2 separate regions of the Zea mays genome follow, and region 1 is linked to region 2. A link is a contact called in public Hi-C data. All regions are on one chromosome and are shown on one strand. The core of a region is the stretch at or near the end of the contact, and the rest is flanking DNA. Distances in the headings are between cores, read along the strand shown.

Evidence for each region. Hi-C and Micro-C count contacts between places; a contact is called where the count stands out from the background.
Region 1: a Hi-C map of endosperm shows a contact between it and region 2, with 3 times the contacts expected there. The contact joins the promoter of LOC100384701 here to the promoter of LOC100194015 in region 2. A contact is called at or near these places in 3 of 25 Hi-C or Micro-C datasets (bundle sheath, endosperm and leaf).

The regions. Positions count from the first base shown.
Region 1 is chr8:37,764,987-37,768,269 of Zm-B73-REFERENCE-NAM-5.0, forward strand. It overlaps LOC100384701 (Galactose oxidase/kelch repeat superfamily protein), which reads right to left and starts at 1,259. Exons shown (of 9, transcript NM_001177176.1): 1 at 812-1,259. The coding sequence starts at 925.
Region 2 is chr8:37,492,143-37,495,345 of Zm-B73-REFERENCE-NAM-5.0, forward strand. It overlaps LOC100194015 (universal stress protein), which reads right to left and starts at 1,268. Exons shown (of 3, transcript NM_001139078.1): 1 at 866-1,268; 2 at 524-749; 3 at 2-303. The coding sequence starts at 1,055. The coding sequence ends at 222.

The DNA of each region.
Region 1 (3,283 bases), core at 9-2,508, 270 kb after region 2:
ATGTGTCGGATCGTCCAGCAGAGGACGGCGTCCGGGTCGGTGCAGTAAGTAGCACCCATCCAATTGCTGCTGGCATTCAACATTTTTCTCTTTGCGTGACCACTGACCATACCATCATCCCAGCAGCACACAATCAGGGGGAAGCTTAAACGCGGGGCGGAGTGGTCCTCGCCTGGCCCAACCCAAGCGGACGGGGGAAAGAGGAACAAGAGCGAAAAGGCTATCTTCTTCCTTTTTCCCATCCACTCGTCCTACTCTACTCCTGCTGCAGTGCATTTGACGCTAAACCACTGAAACCTCAGCTCAAATTAACAAACTGGATTGCAGATGGGGCGGGTTCTGCTTAGCACAACCGAGGACATCAGCTTAAAAAACCTTTTTTTTCCCGTTATGGACAAGGACTCCCTCGCTTTTGGTGAAAGCTACACGACATTTTGCTTGCTGGCTTGCTACACTACAGCAGCGGGACAAAACACAGCTCCAGAGGATGAACACCAGAGATGATAAACAACCTTTTGTCCAAAATAATCTACCCTCAGCCGGTAGAGGCGGGGTCATAGCTCAAACCACCACCAGCATGCGTCTTCTTCCTGATGAACTAGTTCGCAGCTACCAGTAAGTATTAAGCTTCCATATCACTAGCAACTAAATAGTATAGCTGTACTAGGAGGCATCAAATTCAAGAAAGACGCGAAATCTGTAGAAGAATTCAGAGCGAAAACATGGCCGGATAAGACGGGATCAAGAGGATGGAACAGAACCGCAGGCGTTGGTTGATGGACATCATATCATCATACGATAGGATACATACCCCAAAGACGTAGACGACCCCTTCGAAGAAGCAGGCGGAGTGGCCCCACCTCTCCGGCGGGTTGAAGCCGACCACCTTGGGGTACAGCCACATTGCCTTCCTCTGCCGCTCCATGCCTCTGCTTTCTGGAGAAGAAGAGGAGGGGAAAGGAAGCAGAGTGGTAGAGACTGCCGACTCGACTGGAGAGAGATGAGGAGGGAGACAGCAGGTGGCAAAGGGAGATATGGAGGGAGGGAGAGAGAGACGGAGCGACTGAGCGAGCGAGCGGGCGTTTTCACAAGGTGTCACACCAGCCGTCTCTGTTGCTGATGAGATTTGCCACAAAGGAGAGAGCGCTCTCCAGCTAGTGAGGCATCACACGTCAATCAATCGGTCGCTCGCTCGCTCGCTTTCACTCGGGAGATGGACATGGACATGAAAAGATAGGGCCTTTCAACTCATGTCCAAGGTTCTCCCAGTCGCGGCGGGTCGCCCGCCCTACCCCCAGCTATGAATACTGGCGACCGAGCCGCTGCTGCTGCTGCGTGGAGGCGACGGAGGCGAGTGGGGACACGAGTGACCTTGCGATGCAAAGGCGCCCTGCTCTGCTCTCCTATACTATGGTCTGATACTCTGATTCTCCGTGGTGTGGTGTGACCACGTACTACACACTCCACTGGTAGGAGTAGAGTGAGTAGTAGTAACAGCCGCGCAAGGCAGCATCTATTACTGGCTACTGCTGCTATGAAAATACAGCATGAAATGAAGAGGCGGACTAGACTGGACTGGACTGGACTGGATGGTGTGGGCGTGTATGGGGAAACGTGTGCCTGGGAGTGTGTGAGGGAGTATCAAATTGCACACCTACATGGCTACAGTACACTCCACGCTGACGGACTACCGACGAACCAGGGCTTTGGTTTGGCTTGGGTTGGAAAACGGGGGGTTGTGATTTGTTCAAAATTATGGGGTTTTGGGATTGGGATGCATTGCGGTGCGTGGCCGTGATGCCATGGGAAGCTGTGCCTTTTGTAGTCTATATATTTAAATTTTACTCTACGAAACATTATAGTCTATAATGCATAACAGTATAAAACAGTGTTTTGGATAACCATATAGATAAACTTTTTTATACGGTCTTAGGGTGAGTACTTTGGTGGTGTTTAGCTCCTTACAAATTTTGAGAAGTTAGATACCACAACAAATTCTATTATCTAATTATATATTTAGATTATGAGATTCTGGTACAAAATCCAATACAAAATTCAAACATTGTTTGGCTAATAATAAAAAGATTGTAGAATGAGATTCTAGAAATGATGCACGAACCAAACACGCCCTAAGAGCTAAGTATAATAACAGGCTATAAACATGTTAAATACTGAGGTGGAGGAAATAGAAGAAAAACATGTGTAAACTTATAGCCAGCTCAAACACAAAAACAAAGACGCTTTGTGAGAGAGACAATTAATTGTGAAAAGCTAACTACTATATAGATGGGCTAAGGGGTAGGCTGCAAAGATTCTTATAGCCAGTGTTCGGCTATATTATTATACTTTCTCTAGTAAGATGCATAGCCTCAATTTAGATACCAAGTAAAATAGTAACTTAGTATCCTAATAATAAAAAGGAGAGATAAAAGATAATCTATTATATAAGAAACTACTTTCTACACGAGAATCAAGATAAAAATACATATGATTTGGCGATACGAAGCAAGTGCTTAGATGAAAATTTAATTAAAAAACATGTTCACCAAAAATATAGTTTCTATGTATAAGATATATTATCTAGCAAACATAAAAATTATACCATAAATTATATTTGGAATTGTCCTTATTTTATCTACAGTGCAACTCAACAAAGTATCATATTTAATCCTCTATCCTCGACACTTTTTAATATAAAAATATGTCAGCGTCTCGGAAAAGACATACCTCCGACTCGTACCATGACACGTGCAAGGATCTTATCATCAGCAAATTACCAGATTGACTTGCATAGGTCCACAAGCATTGGGACCCATGACCAGGAAAAGACTACAAGACCCCATGCCTTGAGATGTGTGCAATAGGCCCTCCCTAGGGGCTCCTTGTGCAGAAGATAAGAAGCAACAACATAAGAAAGTTCAAGAGCACTCAAGTGGAAGACTTTCTTCAGAGATAGGGAATCAAGCATGAGTTCTCCTCTCCCTATTCACCACAATAGAATGGTGTGGTGGAAAAGAAGAACAAAACTCTAATTGATATGACGATGACCATGCTTGAGGAATACAAGACATCAGATCGGTTTTGGATAGAAACCACACCATTAACCGGTTGTACTTACACCGACTCCTTAATAAAACATCATATGAACTTCTAACTAGTAACAAACCTAAACTTTCATACTTTAGAGTATTTGGGAGAAAATGCTACATTTTGGTAGAAAGAGGTAGAAATTCTAAGTTTGCTCCTAAATCAGTAGAAGGGGTTTTACTTGGTTATGACTCAA
Region 2 (3,203 bases), core at 18-2,517:
TACGGAACGCTTTTCACTAAACAAGAGTACCAAATGCAAGAAGATAGTATGTACAGTACATACTCTGTCTGAACTCTGAACACCTTATTCCAGCAGAAAGCTAGTTGTTGAACTAGGGAAGACACTGCCATGCAATGGGATGTGAAGTGTGTACATATATGCCTATATGGTCGCCATGAAACATTATTGGCTAAGCTGCAGCGTTACATGCGAGGAACCTTCTACTCCTTGGGCCTCTTGACAATGAGGACCGGGCATTTGCAGTTCTGCGCGCAGTGGTTGCTGACGCTGCCCAAGAACGCCCTGCAGCAATGTTCATTTGAAACGAAGATAAACGAGTGAGTAGATTGCTGCCTCACAGGGATAATTGCAGGCCAAGAAAAAAAAAGGATCTGAAGCACTTGTCGCCCTCGACAGACTCCTGACGTGACTCAACTTGTGTAATCCTTGTCCGATGTGTTGATTTTTGGACAAGACGGAAAGGGTCTAGTACCATGTATGATCAGTGTCAGTATCAGCTCACCTCTGGATGAAGCCGTAACCATGGCTGCCCATGACGAGCAGGTCCGCGGCCATCTTGTTGGCTGCGTCGCAGATGACGTCCCGCGGGTCCCCGCTCTCCACCGTCGTCTCCACCTTGACGTGCGGGTGGTCGGCGCAGACGCGCTTGGCCTTGTCGACCGCCGCCGCCGAGACCGCGTTGGCGTGCCTCTCAACGCTCGCCAGCACGTCCGAGGTCATCATGTACCCTGCAGGCAGGATCCAGGGCATCAGCGCCTCTTCCATTTACTGATACTTGTGAGCTTCAACGCCCGGCCGGCTCCATATGATCTGGAGAAATTTACATCTGCGGCGGTAGTAATACCTGCGCTGTCCATGGCGGCGTAGACCGGGCGCGGGCGGCGGGCGTGGACGAGCACCAGCGTGTCGCCTCCTGCCGGGGAGACGACGTTGGCGAGGCACCAGTTGAGCGCGTGCAGGCTCTCCTCGCCCTCGTCCACGGCCACCATGATGCGGCGCCCGGCACTGGAGGCGGCGACGGCGGCAGTTTCCATGCAGGACGCACTGGATCGATCGGTGAACGATTGTTGCTTGCAAGGGGGTGAGAACAGAGAAGAGGATAGAACAATCAAATGGATGCTACTGCCTGACAATTGAGGAGAGCAGTCCGCTTTAAAGGAGAGAGGACAAAGCCGTCGTGCTGCAGCAAAGCTCTTGTGCTTCACGGCTGCTGCGGCGCCATGATGGGCTATCCGCGTCACCCTGCGACTCTGCCCTGGGTTTGGGGCGCCCGCGGCCGCCGCTGGGTTTCCTCTCCTCAGCCTCACGCCCTCGTACGGCTTTTCTCGTTTCCCGAAACGCCCATGCGGTGTTCTTCAGTGGGCCAACCAACCGACTGAACAGTGGAGCGAGCGACCAGGGGTATTGTTGCCATTATCTGATTATTACTTTCTGGTTGATTTTACAAGAGAGTCCGAATGGAACAGTGAGGATGATACCGTGGTTAGCGGCAGCTGTTTTGGATGTTGGATTTTGACGAAGGCACACGGTTTTGCTTTTGCAGGGCATGAACCCACGACGCCTGTGCCTCTTGGGCTTTGTTTGCCTGCGATCCAGTCAGAGTCAGGCAGGGGGTCTGTGCAGATGTTGGGCTGCGATGGGCCCTATTATCTTTTCCCTCTCGGCCTCAGACAAGACCTTTCACTTGAGAACCTTCCCGTGATCCCGTCCGAGCGCCTCCTCGACAGGAGCAGCGTTCCCGGAATATTTGCAATTTTGCAATTCACAAGAGTTGTTTATTTGCTATTTTACCATTTGTCTATGATTTATGGATTCATCTATGTCTATATTTTATGGACACGATAACATATTAGCGATGCCCACTGCTGGTGATAGTGAAATTGCAAATCCCTCTAATATTCCATCTTCTGGTCCAACCAGCAGCAACAGATATGCCGACCATCAACGAACATGTACAACCTGATTCGCTGAATCGGTTTTCTATGTAAAGATGCAACTAAAAACTGTATAATATAATAAGATGTCTTTAAATCAATTACAATATAAATTTAGTTAAGAGCCAATATATATAAAAAGTTGTATATAGATTGACCTTTCATGAAGAGATCATCTCTCGTTTTTTTAATTTAACCTCTTAGATACCCTTAAGAGAACACTCAAGAGACGAGCATACCCTAAGAATTGTGCAGCGGCCCCACAGGAAAGCAACTTTGAACCACTGGCCCACACGAGGAAGCTTTCGGGTAGCACATATTGAGAAACAGCGTCGTTGAAGATCCTAGATCCAGACCTAGAACCCTCCCGTCAACAATGGAGATGTGAGGAAGATGTAGAAACCCGTTTTCTTCCCTTCCCCTAGCGACATAGCACAAGAGACAGAAGACAAGATGTGGAAACTCTTTCCTTGTTATTCATTATGAGGGGGTACAAATTCATTATATAGAAAAGTATAGCCGCTCAGGAGTATGTTTGGCCCACACGAGGAAGCTTTCGGGTAGCAGATATTGAGAAACAACGTCGTTGAAGATCCTAGATCCAGACCTAGAACCCTCCCGTCAACAATGGAGACGTGAGGAAGATGTAGAAAACCCGTTTTCTTCCCTTCCCCTAGCGACATAGCACAAGATACAGAAGACAAAAGACGTGGAAACTCTTTTCTTGTTATTCATTATGAGGGTGGTACAAATTCATTATATAGAAAAGTATAGCCGCTCAGGAGTATGTTTGGTATTAGCCCACATAACCCTTCGTATGGTTTCTTAGCACTCTCCCTTAGACGAATACCGCGACGAATTCATGCCTCGTTAAAACTCCAAAAAAACTCTAGTGAAAAAATGAAGTGTATAGTTTCACTTCATGTATTGCACTTGATGCCTTATTAAAACCATCTATGAGAAACTTCAAGGAAACTGAATGGAGAAAAGAGTACAACGAGGGTCTTCAGGACAACGACAACCTTCAAGACTATATAGCTTACGATCTTCAGGATCGAATAACAAGGGCTAAAATTCAAGGATGCTTTCCCCCTGAATCCTGCAAATCTCTCAAGTGTCTCATCCCTATACCTCGAACACATTTTCTAAATGTGACTATGGGTAAAAATCTAGTAAATAAATTAGCCAGATTACCCCAAGTATTGATTGTGTAAGATCTTCACCTCACCCTCATTCTAGAGTTTGTGG